Linked DNA regions of Danio rerio: region 1 is linked to region 2. The links are chromatin contacts, called in public Hi-C maps. All regions are on one chromosome and are shown on one strand. Each heading gives the region's core, a stretch centred on a gene start, on an enhancer-like site or on the middle of the called end of the contact. The rest is flanking DNA. Distances are from core to core; before and after follow the strand shown.

Region 1 (3,837 bases), core at 177-2,676, 180 kb before region 2:
GATCTTTATTTACAGTTAAAGCAGTTCTTGCTGCTTGTTTACTTGTTTTAGTGAAGTTGTGGGTCTGCATCAAATTTAATTTCCTGCCTTTTAGTAAATCTTGGCCACATTGATATATTTTCTGATTTAAAGGGATAGTTCACTTAAAAATTGTCATTTCTAAATTAATTATTCTAAATTACTATTCAATTTCCCAATGATGGGCTGCAGCTGGAAGGTCGTGCGCTGCGTAAAACATGGATAAGTTGGCGATTCATTCTGCAGTGGCGACCCCGGATTAATAAAAGGACTAAGCTGAAAAGAAAATGAATGAATGAATAATTAATATTTAATATATAGGAGACTATTTTCCAATAAACCTAGAATGTATCAGGGTATCCGCTGGGTCTTAAAAATTCTTAAAATGTCTTAACTCTCAAAGGCTAAGTTTAAGGCCTTAGAAATCAACTGAAATGTTGGGTTTTAGGTCTTAAATATTTTTTTACACGTCTTAATGTTCCTTTGTTCATGTACAGCTAACCAATCTGGCCATTAACCCCCCTACAATCACCACAACCCATCTCAATCTATTTTAACTTAATATTTTAAAAGAGCATTTAATTACTTTCCTTACAGTAATATTTGATTAAAAGTCCTTCATTTATTTACTGCTGAGGATATACTGACCTGACCAGTGGTTCAAACAGAATTATTATTGTTGTTTTATTGTTAAATGTATTAAATTTTAATAATTTTTTGATATGGCAAATCTTTTCTAACTAGGGTATTTGAAAAAAAATCCTTAGCATTTAGCTCTGTACAAGTCTAAAATTTCATTCATAATAGTCTTTAAAAATGACTTAAGAAGTTTTACATTTAATTTGGTGAAACCTGCAGAAACCCTGATATATTTATATATTTATTATTATTTTATTTTAATTTTTTGAGACAAAGTTCTAGGCGCCGTGGTGGCTAAGTAGGGAGTGCTGTCGCCTCACAGCAAGAAGGTCGCTGGTTCAAGCCTTGGCTGGGTCAGTTGGCATTTCTGTGTGGAGTTTGCATGTTTGCCCGTGGCTCCGGTTTACCCCACAAGTCCAAAGACATGTGGTACAAGTGAACTGGGTTAGCTAAATTGTCCGGAGTGTATGTGTGTAAATGAGAGTGTATGGATGTTTCCCATAGATAGGTTGCAGCTGGAAGGGCATCCGCTGCGTAAAACATGCTGGATAAATTGGCGGTTCATTCCACAGATTAATCCAGATTAATAAAAGGGACTAAGACACTATATATATATATATATATATATATATATATATATATATATATAGATATATATATATATAGATATATATATATATATATATATATATATATATATATATATATATATATATATATATATATATATATATATATATATATATGACTTGAGCAAGATACCTCGTTCCTACTTTCTTTTAACCTTTTTATGAACAATATTTAAATGTATGTCAACATCTTTGACAGCAAGAGTCTGTTAAAAATAATATGTAAATTGACCACGAGCAGACACTTTAACCAATCATGATGTTTTCTGTTCCGCAAAACATCCATATATGGAAACCGGAAGCTTAGAAGACAACAGACTTTAAAGCGAATTTAAAAAATGTAACGACTGTTTTTACCTCGATCACATGTCAGCATCGACATACACAGCTCAAACCCTAATAAACTGTTGACTATGACAGGGTACAGACACCATGAAAGCAACAGCAACGAGGAAAACACGTTAGGAAAGTTATCTGTGGCAGGTAAGAACTTCGAAAGCTGTATAACGAACCACATTAGTGTTGTCCTGTTTGATTTCGTATAGCGTATTGTTTGGTCATTTCGAAAGTGAAAAATCTACAAATAATTATCGGATAAACATTCGTATACCATTCGTGTTCTTCAGAATTTACTCCAACTTGTCACATAACACCGGCCAGGATGTTTCAAGCAAGCCTATTAACTGCTTGATTAACTGGCTCATGATTGTGCTTGATGCTAAGCTGGCCATCCAGAATCGTGTTTGGGCATCCCTGCCCTATACAAATGAATTGTATTGTGAAAAGCTGAGGTACGAAAGAACAATGTCACATTTTGGCCACAAGATGTCATCATTGTTCAATGGTTAAAAAATGTGACACGCAGTATCATCTTCATTATTTGAATGCATCCACACGTTTCTCCGGTGAAACTGTACTAATCATCGTCAGGTCCATTATAACGATAGGCTACATTGATTCTGCGCAAATTCGACACACACAACCACACTCTTCGATTAGACATTCATGTGAATTTGTGTTTTATTTGAGTTGCACTGAATAGAAAATATTAATAGATTTCTAAATGCGTGATCACATTATATGCTATTGGAATGAGCTCGTTAAATGTAACATTTTTCAGTGCACTGTATAGGTCAATTGAATAAGCCTAGATTCGTGTCACCTATGAGGACAGTTTTAGTCTTCTTATTTATTCTCTATTCATACTTATCACTTGAAAAGTTTAACCGTATAGAACATGTTTAAAATGTAGGTTAAGCATTTTTGAAAACACAATGATCAATAAACCACAACAAAAAGCTTATATTTCAGCGTTTAATCAAGGACATTCATTTTCTATAAAACATCCAATTGCATTAAGACATTATATCTCATTTGACTTACACATTCAGAGTAAATAAGGACAACATCATATACATGAAAACATCAAACGAGCGAAAGAAAGCCGTGACTCTTACTGTTAAAAAAATCGTTAAAGCAACAGAAATCTTTAGGGTTTGAGGTTTACACTGATAATTATTATCGCCTTCTTTCCAGACCAAACTTAAAACGTTAGTGTAGTTTAAGTGTAAAACAAAATTAGAAAATGTTACAAATAAATTATATTAATAGTTGGCTAAATAATAATAATAATAATAATAGTAAAAATAATAATACATAAAAAATAAATGTGCGCGTTTAAAGCGTAATTTGATAATCCCACCAGCAAATCTATTAAACCTATCTGGTTAAAGATGCAAAATTATCGGTGATATTTTTTTATTGATAATGAACAAGAGCATGCAATATCAAGCTCCTCCGGATTGAAAACTAAAGTTAATTTTAAGTCACCTGTCTTTGGTTTGCTTTTTAAAACATTTATTTTATCTTGTCGATTTTTCAAATTGCTACATTTCACATTGTTGCGGGTAAAATTGGAATTAAAGCTAATTAAAAATTACCCGCCTCGGGCCTATAAAAGATCTCTTATGTAGTCTACGTAAAATCAGTAAAGTCAAAGCAGGGTTGGAAAATCCATTTGTTAATATGCTTTACAGTAGGACGTGGTCATCATGCATTTTTAGTTATCAGTTGACTACGTTTTTATTAAGATGAAGCTTTGAAATACTAAATTACAACATGCACTTTAATACGTTTTTTGGCTGTATTTTAAACGCGTGTAAGGTTCATTACTACATAATAACGACTACACTTGTAAAGAGTTGCGAATTGGGGCTATAACCCGCAGATAAAAGCATTTCAAAACAGAAAAGAACCGTCTGAAGTGTCTTATTGTTTACCAACACATGGCATTGCTTTATTAAAAGTGTTGGTTTGCGGAAAGAACATCGGAGTATCAACTTTGTTTCAATTAGTTTTTTTTATCTGCACAAAATGCTGGATATAAATGAGAATTTAAAAAAACTATTAGGAAACATCACTGAAAATGATGATAACCAAGGTTGATGTAGTAAATTACGGGCTTTAACAAAGGATTTTGTTCAATAACCCAAATACTTGGAATAACAGTGTGGTTAGCTGGATTTCATTTCCCAATTATTTAAACTTTCTA
Region 2 (3,374 bases), core at 66-2,565:
ACTACTTTTTTTTCAGCTAAACCAGTGAAAGAGCCTTTCAATCACTTTTTTTTCTCCAAACTAGTCTAATTCACTGATCTTCTTATTAGTCAGACAATCCCAGCATGTTGCCACTAGGGTCGTGTTGTAAGAAAATACTAAATTTGTTTGTGTTCAGATCTCAGATCAGACAATAGGGCCTGTTTTTCATTAAATCCCATGGGGCATTATATGTAGTAGCTTGTTTGAGCTTGAAATCAGGCCTGGTCGAATATGGGAAGGGTCACAACCCTTATCACCCTGAACCCATGACCTTTTCCCAAAGGACCCGCCCCAGTGTCCAAAGAACATGGTCACTGAAGGTTAATAGAGATATACAATTTAATAAAGAATAAGAAAAGAAAGACATGTCTTTATCAGACAGAGGACTGTTTTTAAACAAAGCTTTCAGTTTACCCCCGTTTAGCATAAAATTATGCAAATCTTTTGAGATTAGAGTTTAGATCATTCTCATGAAGGGCAAGCAATCCTCAAGGTGAGGTGTATGATGCGTGAAACAGATAAAACATGTTAATTAGACATCTGACTTTATTGGAATGCATCTTATTAATGATGACCTAATAAACAAAGTATGTACCTCTCGAAAGTCATGAAAATGTTCTGCTTGGCTCAAGGTTAACTTTAAAATCTGAGTGTTTTCAGTCTTGTGAAGATGGGTCACATTCATTTCTGGGAAGGAAGATTAGCCTAATAGCAGATGCAGAACTTATAAAGTGTGAAAACAAATATAATTTTAGAATACTGAATTAAAATATACAGTGTTTGCATGGTTAAATATTGAAGAGAGAGATCAGTATTGTAGCTGTGTATAGGGGTGCCAAAAGGACAATCTCAAAGTAAAACATGTTAAATGGTCTTTGTTCCAGACATGGCACACTTGATCGTCCCTCCAAGTCTACTCCAACATAACAATATTCTCAGTAAGTCTGATAGACTTTTGCCCCGACCTGAGATTTTGGGCCTCTCAGCTGAATAAGCAGAGCTGCAGGAGCAGTTGACGCTGGCGCCTGGGCCTCTGAATAATCGCGTGCATATCCCCACAGTTCCTTTTCACACTACACCCCAACTCTTCCCCCTTCCTTGGATTCTTCCCTCTGTCCTCCAAACCCTAACTGTGCACCGGCAGGTAAGGACTCCGATCAGCCTACACTCACACTCCAGGGTGATGGATTAGAACACGTCCACCCGCCGCCCGCTTTCATCCTTTGCCAGTGCTCGGATAGGGGGCTCGTCCGGAATAGGAGTGCTTTCTCCTCCAGCCCCTTCCCCCTTCTCTCCTTACCTCAAGGAGGTGGCTCGGGGTGTGGGGTGGGAGACAAACCAAGTGGCATGAAAAGGAGGGTAATGGGGGAGGGGCGCCAAAGAAAAGCTGGGGAGAAAAAGACTGAACATTGTCCTTTTCAAATGGATGGGAAACGATTCAGTGGGATTTGCTGGCAATTATACGGTGCAGGGCTAATCAATTCAGACTATTCTGGCCATGGAGTGGACTGATCCGATAGAACAAAAAGTCGGTCAGCAGGAGAGGTACCTGAGAAATGGGTCTGCTCGGTGTAAGTAGCATGGGGCAACACCTCCCCCTCCTGAACAGCACCAGAGCATATGGACTGGCTATGAACTTATTAGCCAGCGGATTAAGGGGTAAAAGCAAGGGCTCGGGGGGACACCACAAGCCCCTTTCACTTCAGCACTCAGGGGTCTTACCACTAATAAGAAGATGATGATACCATAAAAAACCCTAAAATATTCCTGGTGAAAGCACACATACTTCAAGAGGGGTGGTAATTTATCATGTGCCGTCCGAGCTCAACGCAGAACCTACAAAAACCTTATCTCACTAATAATAGGGCTCAGATTGCCCAGTATATTCATGAGGAGATCCCTCATGCAAGGTACTTCTTTGTGGGACTTTGATGTGATGAGGTGGGTGACAGGTGATCCTTGGCCCTTTCATGCCTGTCAGCAAGGCTCCATGCCCTCAACAACCTCTCATCACCTAGAGACAGTGAGCAACCTGCTTTAATGGACTTTCGGGACCTGAGGAGGCTCAGTCTGGTGCCTACACAAGATGAGGCTCTACCAGGTTACCTGGTGGTTCCAGCGTAGGGTCTGTATTGTCATCATCTCAGCATGAAGGGGATAAAATATCAGTCCTTTGATAATTTGTACCACAAAGTAAGGACTGCAATGCATGGAAATTTAACCACCTGGTGTGGAAGACCAAGCCATGGAAAATGGACCAAAAAGACCAAAAGACACCAGCATAGAGAACATCTGGAGGTGGACAAAGCAATGCCACTCACGTTATTGTCCATCTTTGTTTCTCACTCTACTGTGTTACTCTGTAGACACATTTTGTTTGTCTTTGCTCTGTTCTAATTTGTATCTTTTGTCCCTCCATCCTCCTTTAAATTAACACAGCAAGCAAGTGGATCTTGTGCCATATACTGGTGGAATCATACATTGCGTTAATGTTTGCTTCTCACTTCACCTGCACCCCCACCTTTTTTAACCATGGAGGTCAACTTCTTTACAGAATAGTTGAGAGGTTGCTCTTTAATGAGAAGGGATCTCAACAGGGCTCCAGTCATTCTCATCTCCTTGTCACATGATGCTGGGGTTATCAACTTCAGAGGCCTGCATCTTCACTGGCGTCTCTTGAAACTTCAAGGGGAATCAGAGAGTATACCTCTCTCGCTCGTAAATATAAAGACAATGCGATTCCTCCACTTCCCTTCCCACATAAACACAGGATAAAAACGGATGATGGCCTTGCTGTCTCAAATTGAAATAAAAGTCGTCTGTATGATCAGCGATGTCATTTTATAGCAATTTTTTGTTGCTCACAAGTTCCAGTTTCTATAGAATGACTTCAAAAGACTTTCTTGAACAAAAGAGCTACAGACTTTACAAAGCACTTTGGTATGTCTCAGCATAATTAAAAGCCTTTTATGACTGGTGAATTCATGAACTGTCAACAGCAAAGCCCACTATAGCATGTTATCATAATGAAGACATATAAAATGCATTGACATATAAAACATATAAAAAGCTTTTGTGACTAAACCTTTGACTTACATCCAATGCATCAATAATGCTCAATGACTAAACAAGAAGCTCATCTGGCACAGAACCCCATCCACTCTTGTTTGGCTGCTTTATTAACTGAACTAAATCAAGTTAGATACTCTATGCCCCTGTCTACAAGTCTTTCTGCTCACCCTATCAGTAGTGACATGGACCTTAGCATGGGCAATATGACAAAAATCTCATCTCACGAAATAAGTATATATTATATCAGTGTTACTCCACCACTGGGCCATGGACCGGTAGCA

The links. Hi-C and Micro-C count contacts between places; a contact is called where the count stands out from the background.
Region 1: a Hi-C map of skeletal muscle shows a contact between it and region 2, with 5 times the contacts expected there. The contact joins the promoter of si:ch211-202e12.3 here to the enhancer-like site in region 2. A contact is called at or near these places in 13 of 18 Hi-C or Micro-C datasets (caudal fin, embryo, fibroblasts and 4 more) and 2 of 4 datasets of contacts at active chromatin or transcription factors (caudal fin and embryo).

Annotation. Positions count from the first base shown.
Region 1 is chr5:52,233,022-52,236,858 of GRCz12tu, reverse strand. si:ch211-202e12.3 (a long non-coding RNA gene) reads left to right here and starts at 1,426. Exons shown (of 6, transcript XR_012406334.1): 1 at 1,426-1,769.
Region 2 is chr5:52,057,467-52,060,840 of GRCz12tu, reverse strand. The region is part of intron 1 of LOC137495629 (a long non-coding RNA gene); the gene reads right to left. Among named protein-coding and RNA genes, the nearest start is that of ccnh, 28 kb to the right of the region's middle. Within about 2 kb of position 1,315, at least 6 of the 62 cell types and tissues checked have an H3K27ac peak or open chromatin away from gene starts, as enhancers often do. A contact at or near this core is called in gastrula embryo, where this site is marked.